2 separate regions of the Mus musculus genome follow, and region 1 is linked to region 2. A link is a contact called in public promoter capture Hi-C data. All regions are on one chromosome and are shown on one strand. The core of a region is the stretch at or near the end of the contact, and the rest is flanking DNA. Distances in the headings are between cores, read along the strand shown. Region 1 overlaps Peli2 (pellino 2). Region 2 overlaps Atg14 (autophagy related 14).

Region 1 (5,120 bases), core at 865-3,364, 590 kb after region 2:
GCTCCTCAAATCCTTAGACACTCTCTTCCAGCTGACTTTTCTTCCTGGGTTCCCATGTCACTTTCCAAGTCTAATTGTGTGACTTTGCTGCTAAGCACTGTCTCAGGGAATTTGCTCCTGTTTTCTTCTACACATAGTCAGCCTAGGGGTCTGGGAGTGTAGATGCTTGTGAGAGATGAGGGTCCTGACTGTCTGGGGAAAACCTGGGCTCAAAGAGGAAGGTAGACTTCAACTCTCACTGTGCATTGTGTGCTCACTGACCCAGAGGGCTTCCTGAGAGCTTCCTTCTCCTCCTTAAGAGTCCGTGCGTGTTTTAGTTATCAATACAGTCCTGCCCAGAGCATATGGACTGACCCCTCCCTCACCCAAGTCCTCCATGATAGATTCTAAGCCATAGGATCCTTCCGTGAAGACAGACATTGAATCAGAGTTGTAACCACCTTGAAAAAAGTTAGAGCTGTGAATTTGGATGCCATTGTATGTGTGAACCTACTAGGTGATAAAACGTGAAGGCTGTGCTCTGCTTCACTTCCTCCTGATGTGAGCCCTGCTGAGTGGATTCTGTAAGCTGCAGGCCGCATTGCTCTCCCCGCCCAACTTCCTATGCCTAATTACTTACACATTATGTTTTTTTAAAAAAACCCAAAAAACAAAACAAAGCCTGTCCGAGGGAGTCTGCGGGTGCAGGAAGGCACACGGTGTGCACTTCCTCACCAAGTTGTTCGGTATTTGGTCTCATCGCTGTTTTCCTGGAGATTGGAGTCCTTGCACTTTCAGGGTCTCTTGACCACAGCTGTGAGGTCTTTGTTCGAATTGACTCTGTCTGGAAGCCTTGCTGCCTCAGGTCTTTGCCGGTCGTCTTCACTTTGCAGGTATCTGTGCGAATGTCTTTCTAAAACATTGTATACGTTATGGTTTTGTTTGGTCTAAGAACCCAGTTGTCTCTTTGAAAAGGTAGATATTTTCTGTCTTAGTCTTGTTATTACTGAAGGATATTTACTGTCTTACCCTCAGTATAGAACGTCCATTTCCCCCTTCCTCTTCCTTCTTTGGTGATGATGGAGAAATAACAGATCCTGCATCCCTATAAGCAATCACACTGACTCTATGTGAATGACTTAGTGGCCTTTGCAGAACTCTGTGGAATAGACAAGGAGACCTGAACAACACAGCCTTCTCTGGTTTGCCTGTTCCCTTCCTTCTCAAGGCAGGGGAAGAGTCGCTCAGTCCTCTATTCTGAGAAAGCTGATTTACACGTACTGATAAAAGGAGGAGGCCTCAAGACTTGGGATGGTTCTGCCTTTTACATCTCAAAACAAGAGCTTCAGTCAGCCTCATCCTATTTGAAGCTGGAGTTAACCAAAAGGAATGTAAAATGATTTGCAGGTTAGATAAGCATGGCCCTTTAGTCTTGAAGCATAACGCCTACCCCAAGCCATCAAGTGTCCCTGTCAACTCTGAGCATAGTTGCAGAGGTCATAGCATGTGGCCCCTGGCCAACCAATCCCTATGACTTTGTCTTGTCCCTTGTGACACTCCCCATGCACCCAATGGACTGGGCCTGTCCCCCTGGCTTGCTGCTCTGCTTCTTGGTCTCAGACACTCCAGCCCTGATATTTTATTAGTGCTTTGAGATCTGTTCAGGACAGCATTCTCCCTGTATGACATGTGAGTTTCTCACAGTCATGCTGCCTAAACATGCCCCATATTTTGGACATTACCACCCCTGCTAGATTCTCCTACTACCCATCCTGCTGTCCCATCTCTGCTACCTAATAGGGTAGCGGCATGTCTCAGAGTCACCCAGCATGTCTCAGTCTCTCTCCTCATCATGTTCTTTATGAAGAGTCAAGGAGTAAAGGCAGGTGAAGTGTGCTTAGGCAGCCAAGTACTTCTCTCTTGATCTAAGTAGAGAAGGTAGTTTTTTTTTTTTATTAAGAAAGTATCAGAAGGTATTGCAGAAGCTAATCCAGGCCCAAATGAGAGCCATCTGTTTTTAAGCAGAGAGACTGCAGGACACTTGAGTAATTTGGGGGAGTTCTGCAGATGTTTCCCTCTTGTGAAGCGGCTGGAAGTTTCACAGTCCAAGGCCCTGGAATCCTAGAGTCATCCAGAGACCCAGTTCCCTTGACTGTTGAGATCCCCAGGGAGTTGGTGTTGCCTAGCAGACCCTGTCCTGTCTGCATCCTCTGGGAGGAAGCCCTTAGAAGCTAGGCACACCACTCTCAGCCTTATCTCCTTGTTTCACAGTCACACAACTACATAGAGCACAGCCGGGTGCCTCAGCCAGGTGACCTGTCCTGTGTCTTGAGATTCCTTGGCAGTTACAGACACATAGTTAACTTTAGGTTTAGATTACACCCAAGCCTGCCTCAAAGAGATCTGCCTGCATCTGCTGCCCAGGTGCTGGGATTAAAGGGTCTTGTTTCCGGTTTAGATGTTTTCATTATTCTTTTGTCCATCACCCTAGCTTGTTACTAACATACCAAGGAAGTAAGTTATGAGAGAGTTCTATTTGTAACTGCATTTGTTTAAACATTAATTCTTTAAACTTTTTATATTTTACTTCTATTTACACATTCATGTGCCTACAAAGGGGACATTGTATCACCTGGAACCTGAGTCAGATATAGTTGGGAGACACCTGATGTGGGTGCTGGAAACCAAATGCCAGTTCTCTGACAGAGCTGCAAGTGCTCTTAACCACTGGGATATCAGTGCAGCCACTAATGTTAATTTTTTGTGAGGATGTATTTGAGAAAAGATTACTATAAAGTGTGTTTCACAGATTGAAACCCATTCCTAGTCACTGCCAATTTGAAAGTGCGTGCTAAAGGAAATGAGTGTAAGTGTTATGAAAGTCCAGAAATTACTTAGCTTCCCTGTGTGTCATAGACAGTGCATGTATGAACATGAGAAGGGCCTCAAAATGGTTTAGATACGCTGTGCTATTCTTCTGAGTCTATATTTAAGCTTCTCATCCTATGGGTTGATTTTATATCTGGGCTCTGTTTTAATTATAAATATAACACTGCTGTACTCTGGAAAGTAAAACAACCTAATTGAGCTATATAAATCATATATATAATATACATTCTCATTCTCTTTCTCTCTCTCTCCAACTTAAATAAGTTCAGTGTAGATACCCAAAAGAGAAGTCTATAAATAATAATTTAATCATACAATTCTAACAACCACTGTTAACATCTTATGTTTCTTTGCTTTTCTGTCCTGTGTATATTCAACATTTTTAGCATGAAAGAGGATATTACACACACACACACACACACACACACACACACACATTTTCTATTTAATTTTCATACGCCTGTTTCATTGCCATTAAGCATTTGGGATAAATATTTCATCATGTAAAATTGTACAAATTGATCCATTATTATTGAACATTTCTGTGATTTGCTGTTTTGAGTCATTACAAGTAATAACATAATTAGCAATGTTTGTGCATAAAACTTGGCTTTTATTTCAAAATTATGTTCCTTGGATGGAGCTCTCAAATTAGAATTTCTAGGTCAAAGTATGTGAGCATTTTAGAAGGGTGTTGCTGTGTGCTGCCGAGTTGTCTTGCAGAGGAATTACACCAATTGATACTTTCCCTAGAGGCTTATCAGGATTTAGTGGCCTTTGAACAGAGTTTGGTCATTTGATTGGCCAACACTGTATCTTAAAACGCCTAATAAGGTCAAATATTTTTAAATTCTCATCTACTTGTCACAGCTGCTTTGTGAGTTGTTTTTGCCCTTCTCTGTTGTATTTCTGTAACTGTGTTTTTATCTTTAAAGAAGAAATTAGCTATTAAAGGTACTGTGCTTTTTGTGTTGTGGCCAGTATTCCTCTAGATTTATCCAGTATAATTTTATAAGTTTCGATATATGGACACATCAAACTTTTATATATTAAGTGAAACAAATCCTTACTATTATGTTTATAAAAATATTTCTGGGGGCTGGTGAGATGGCTCGGTGGTTAAGAGCACTGACTATTCTTCCGAAGGTCCTGAGTTCAATTCCCAGCAACCACATGGTGGCTCACAACCATCTGTAATGAGACCTGATGCTCTCTTCTGGTGTGTCTGAAGACAGCTACAGTGTAGTTATGTATAATAATAAATAAATCTGGCTTGAAAAGAGAGAGAATATTCCTGACTCACAAATGAGATGAATAATCAAGTTTTTTCCCTTGAAACTTTATGCTCGTTCATATTTGCCTCATGAATGTTCTAATAAGTACTGTGTGGTGATGAAGTATTATTTTAGGCTCTTGAAAGCATTCTGGCACTCTGGTTTATCAGTGCCCGTTTGGCGTCTGCAGGATCTGTTTGGAAGTTGTTTGTAAGGTGAACTTTTGTGGGTAAATCATACTTTGTTAGTAACTTACATTGTAAATTTCCAAAGTGTGTCTCTAGGGGAAATGCATCAGCCCCGGGCAGAAAAATATTTTTGATGATAGAATATTTTTTCCCTCAAAAGGCAATAGAACATTTTCTTAATCACCAGTTGGAGTGTGTGTGTGTGTGTGTGTGTGTGTGTGTGTGTGTGTGTGTGTGTGTGTGTGGGTGGGTGGGGGGGAGGTGCAGAATCAAGCCGAGAGGTGGAGTTTGAGAATGTATTCTAGCCTTGGCATTTCAGGGAACCTGAGTGTGCTCAAAAGCCTGTCAGATTCTGGAAATCTGAAGAAGATACTTGAACTAGGACTCAGGACTTATCCACTGATTGGTCATGTGACCTTAATGACCCCCCTGCTAGAAAATGTGTGAGTGCTGGTGAGTAGACCTTGCACATGGCAGCCATCCTGTTCATGAGCCACTGGGCTGATACGTGGCATTAAAACTAGTTCTAATTTTCACTTAACTTTAAACTGAAACTTTGATAGCTTCTCATGGCTACTGTCTACTATATTAAACAGTGGAGATGTGAAGGGTGAAGCGTGAGATCATTTAGAGTTTGTGAGCTGTGGCTCTTCCTGTGACTGCAACTTCCTATCATTTCTCTGTGTTTCAAGCATTTGTGAATGGAGAGATCGAGGTGGGTGGATCTCGGATGCGCTTCAGTTCTTGAATAATTGATACCATCGTCCCTCCATTAAGCTTATGTGGTCAT
Region 2 (4,874 bases), core at 1,140-3,639:
TTCTATCTGGCCGGGCATGTTGGCGCACGCGTTTAATCCCAGCACTTGGGAGGCAGAGGCAGGCGCATTTCTGAGTTCGAGGCCAGCCTGGTCTACAGAGTGAGTTCCAGGACAACCAGGGCTACACAGAGACACCCTGTCTCAAAAAACCAAAAACAAAAACAAACAAACAAGAAACAACAACAACAAAAAAAGATAGTCTACTAAATGGGGTGGCAATTCACAAATCTGCACACAGAAGCAACAGACAAACTTCTACAGATTAAAAGACTTTAAAGACTTACTCTTTCTGAAATTCTTCTTGCTTGTTCTTAAGTTGGCTTAGTCTTTCCTTCTTGTCAATAAACCTGTTTAAAACAAAACCAAACCAAACCTTGGTTTATTTGCATGTCCTTCCCCTGCCCCAGGTTAATGAGATTCCACCAATCCCCCGGCTGACCACTTCTGCAAATTCCTAGGGAAATACCTAGAATCCGGGAAGTAAACACAAGAGGGTGCACACTCTGCTCACCACCAGGTATCTAACCAAGCTGTCAGCTGGAAAGCTCTTTCCTCACTCCAGTGCTTGTAGATTCTGTCCTGTACCTGTTTCCCAAAATACACATAGCAGAATACTAACATGAACTTTTGTTGTTTTTGAGACATTCTGTATCCCTGGCTGACCTATACAGACCAGGCTGGGCTTGAATTCTGAGGGAGCTGCCTGCCTCTACCTCCCAAATAATGCTCCCAAAGAACACATGAGTATGCACAGCACCATTAATGTGAACCTGAATCAAAGTAGTTGAGGCTTTCATTATGAAAAGAATCATAACTGCCAAACTTAATTTAATCCTGCTTTCCTCTACAAATTGAGTCCCTACAACTTCTGTTCTGTTTTGACTTTTGAGAAAGGATCTATATAGTCCTTCCTCCCTTTCCTGGATCTCGGTATGTTGACCAGGTTGGCCTGGAATTTATTGAGATCCACCTGCCTCTGCCTTTCGAGCACTGCGATTACAGTTGTATGCACCAGTGCCTGGCTGAATATTTACAACTTGTAAAGTAGATTTATTTCCACTGGAAGCTTATAAAATAGCAAAGAAAGGCATATCACACCACTGCTAACTGTTTTTCTAGGTGTGTTGGTCTTCTGGCTATATATTTGAATTTAGTTTTTAGGTTAAAGTGGCAATTTAGAATAACTTACCTCTCTCTTAATTTAAAATTTGACATATTAAAAATTAAAAATCAGGGCTGACTCAATGGTTAAGCATTTATTCTTGCAGGACTCAGGTTTAATTCCAAGCACCCACATGGCAGCTCACAATCATATGTGATGAGTTCCAGGTGGTCCAAAGCCCTCTTCTAACCTACACACACCAGGAACACACATCAGAAACATATACATGTGGGTAAAATGCTCATATTCACAAAATACATAAGTCTAAAACATTTTTTAATTTTAAAAATGTGATGTTGTCATAAATAAATGGATTGTGTCATGTTTACATTTGCTTAGGCATATCAATCTCCCAAGCATTTATCGCATCTTTATGGTACAGATAATTGAAGTCTTTCATGACTTTTAAAAGCAACTATCTATAGTCATTCTACTTCACAGCAGGACTTGCAGCTCTTACCTGGCGATAACTGACCAAGCTTTCACTACTCTCCCTCCTCCTTGGCCCTGTAACCGACTGAGACCAACTCTTAGATCACACATGCAAGTAAGACTGTAGGTCCGTCTCTATCTCCACCCGGCTTCTTCCATTTCACACTGCAGTCTCTAGTTCTGACCATGCTGTTGAGAGTACTTGTTAATAGAATACGAAACTGTAAATGCCCCCTCTCAGTCACTTCAGTTCAAGCCTACAATTTCTGATAAACATGTATACCTATACACATAAGAAAAATAATTTTTAGAGAAAAGTCTTACAAACATATATTCTTTCCTGTTCAGCCAGTCATCTGACACCCCGGAAACCATTTCCACAGGACATAGACAACCAAAAAGATACTGGGGAAAAACAGAGGCATCTAAATGCACTTTTGCCATGCATTTCCCTTGAAACCTATGGTAACATCTAAACTTTTTCCTTATCCCTTAAACCCAGCTCAATTTCCATAGTCCTGTATTTCTGCTTCTGGGTAAAAGATACAAGCATGTATTTCTAAGTCATTGGTGAAGATTACATCCGTTCCTAAGAAACACTGAAGCCTCATCGTATCATATGGCCAGAAAATGGTCTTTCTCTCTCTCTATTGCACACTAGGAAAACCCTGGCTTCTAACACATCAGGCAGACCCCCAGCTGCCCAGATCAACTTTCCACTCCCAGTCATCTACCTACCATGAAGCAATCAACAAGTCTTTCCTGGATTTGAGGAAAGAGATTACACAACCTGACAGTTTTCTATTGTGTAACAGTGCTATTTTGAGAGTTAGGTAAAGAATAATCCAGAAGAATTGGGCTCCTGTTAAGACAGCATAAACATCCAGTAGTATGGGACACAGGGACTCTGCTGGAAGAACTGCTTCCCACCTCAGGGATGACAAGCAGAAACATGCTCCTCTCTGTTCCTATGAGGGGTGTGTGTGTGTGTGTGTGTGTGTGTTAAAGTTCAGATGGAAGAGAATAACCCCAGAATCCCAGCACTTGGCAGGCTGAGATGGGAGGATTACCCAAATTCAAGACTAGCCTGGGCTACATAGTGCCAGGTCATCCCCCAAAACCAAAACACAAAGTTCTTCTGAATAACCAACCTCATTATTGACACTGTCTACTTCATTATCTAGTTTTCCCCGAGCTGCCACCTCTTCAGCTAGTCTAGGTTAACCCAGGGTGCAATGGTGCTGTGAGGCTCCAGGCTTTATTTCCAGTCAGAGAGAGGTTTCCATGAAGTAAAAGTAAAAGGAGTTGAAAGGCAAGCAGACTGCAGAATTATTTATAAATGAGACAGTAGCACAAGCAACCTTTGCTCTCGAAGTTCAAGGGCTGCCAGAATCAGTTAAATGCTTGAGAGCAGGTGCCTTTCTCCTCAGCAATTTACTAGGGGAGTTGAGCCATGTACTGACATGCAACTGGAGCTCTAAAAAGTGGCTAGCTATCGGGCCTGAAGAGATTCTTTCATCCTATTAGACACTGGGTAATGCTCTGAAAACGAAAGAAGGCTGACAAATAGCTTCTGAAAGGGGAGGATGAGTGACCACTGTGGTGGTCCTCTAAGGTGCAAATGGCTGAGAGACTTACTTGTTCTTCACTTTTCTGCTTCGTTAGGAAAATAGATAAACTCTAAGAGCATCCCTCTCCAGAAAACTCATCTTAATACTCAGAGTTAGCCACAACTTTCTATGTAAGATTGTGCTTCCGAGTTTGCAATGCTGGGCGGTCAGAGGAAGGCTTTGCACATACATACCAGGTAAACACTCTACCATTAGGCACACTTACAGCACTGTTTGGAAAGGAGCACCTACCTCCTTGACCATGCTTATGAGCATGTCACTGTATCACTGTATCACTGAGCTGATGATGTGACAGAACAAGAAGCTGTGCCTTCAGGGAAAGACAATTTGGATGCTGGCATTTTACTCAAATAACATTACACACGTAGGAGGCATTATCCCACCGCAAAATGCACCAAGTGCCAAAGCAGCAATGATGGAGAGTCTTGCAGGGAAGATCAGAAGGGACATTTAACTTCAGGTGAGCATGCTGGATGTCCACCAAGAGATAATAACAAAAATGTACTGCATGTGCACGGTGGAATTTTATTTGGCCATAAATAAAATGAAATTATCAGGAAAATAGATGGAATGTAGTATTAAATGAGTTAACACTGGTTTCCAAAGACTAATACAACATATTCTCACTCATATACAGACCCTAGTTTCCCTCTCTATCTGTCTGTCTCTGTGTGTCTCTGTCTGTGTGTGTGTGTGAGAGAGAGAGAGAATTACTTCCGGCTCAGACCAGAAAACTGGAAAGGAGTTCACGGGTTGGGGGCAAAAGAAGCTTTAGGAAATGCAGTGGAGGGTGACAAAACTCATGATATGACCTATGATCGTGGAAGAATATTAATAACCGGAAGGTTCAAGTATAAGGGAGAAGGAATATGGGTAAGGGAGGAACAACCAAAAATAAGTAGGCAAGAGGTATAATATATTATAACTGCAGTCGAAAGCAAGAGAAGGGTGTAAGTAACAGGTTGACGTGATCTTGCCTACTTTTCTGAAGGTGAAAAATCAAGGGTGGTTATGTATGCACACTAGACAGGATTACATGTGACTACATAGACCTGGTGGTTGTGAGCCACCATGTGGCTGCTGGGAATTGAACTCAGGACCTCCGGAAGAGAAGTCAGTGCTCTTACTTGCTGAGCCATCTCTCCAGCCCCCAATCTAGGAATGAGGGATGGTAGACAGACTCAAGATATTCTCTGGGGTTGGACTGAATTAAACTGGCTGCTGCCTTGAGTTAGAGGGAAAAAGTAAAGTTCAAGAAAACTCTCAGACTTCTGGCTTTAGTAACCAGGGGACTGTAAATGATAACAGAAGGAGGCTCAGGGCTGGCCAGTGGTCTGTTCCTCACACCTTTTATACAGCAGGCAGGATGCAGAGGCAGATGGGAGGTTGAGGTCAGCCACGATTCGGAGAAATCCTGTCTAAAAAAACAACCAGAAAAGTGGTCTTAGGAGGACTAAAAGACTGAATTCTTGGGGGCTGGAGAGATGGCTCAGCAGGTAAGAGCACTGACTTCTCTTCCAAATGTCCTGAGTTCAAATCCCAGCAACCACATGGTGGCTCACAACCACCCATAATGAGATCTGACACTCTCTTCTGGGGTGTCTGAAGACAGCTACAATGTACTTATGTATAATAATAAATAAATCTTT

The links. Promoter capture Hi-C pulls out the DNA fragments that hold promoters and counts their contacts.
Region 1: a contact with region 2 is called in a promoter capture Hi-C map of liver, with 2.1 times the contacts expected there. The contact joins two enhancer-like sites. A contact is called at or near these places in 4 of 39 promoter capture datasets (hippocampal neurons, liver, pre-B cells and 1 more) and 4 of 115 datasets of contacts at active chromatin or transcription factors (embryonic stem cells, neural tube and stem cell-derived neural progenitor cells).

Annotation. Positions count from the first base shown.
Region 1 is chr14:48,149,602-48,154,721 of GRCm38.p6, forward strand. The region is part of intron 1 of Peli2 (pellino 2); the gene reads left to right. Among named protein-coding and RNA genes, the nearest start is that of Peli2, 31 kb to the left of the region's middle. Within about 2 kb of position 2,115, at least 16 of the 459 cell types and tissues checked have an H3K27ac peak or open chromatin away from gene starts, as enhancers often do. A contact at or near this core is called in liver, where this site is marked.
Region 2 is chr14:47,560,337-47,565,210 of GRCm38.p6, forward strand. It overlaps Atg14 (autophagy related 14), which reads right to left. Exons shown (of 10, transcript NM_172599.4): 2 at 285-347. Among named protein-coding and RNA genes, the nearest start is that of Atg14, 5.7 kb to the right of the region's middle. Within about 2 kb of position 2,390, at least 8 of the 459 cell types and tissues checked have an H3K27ac peak or open chromatin away from gene starts, as enhancers often do. A contact at or near this core is called in liver, where this site is marked.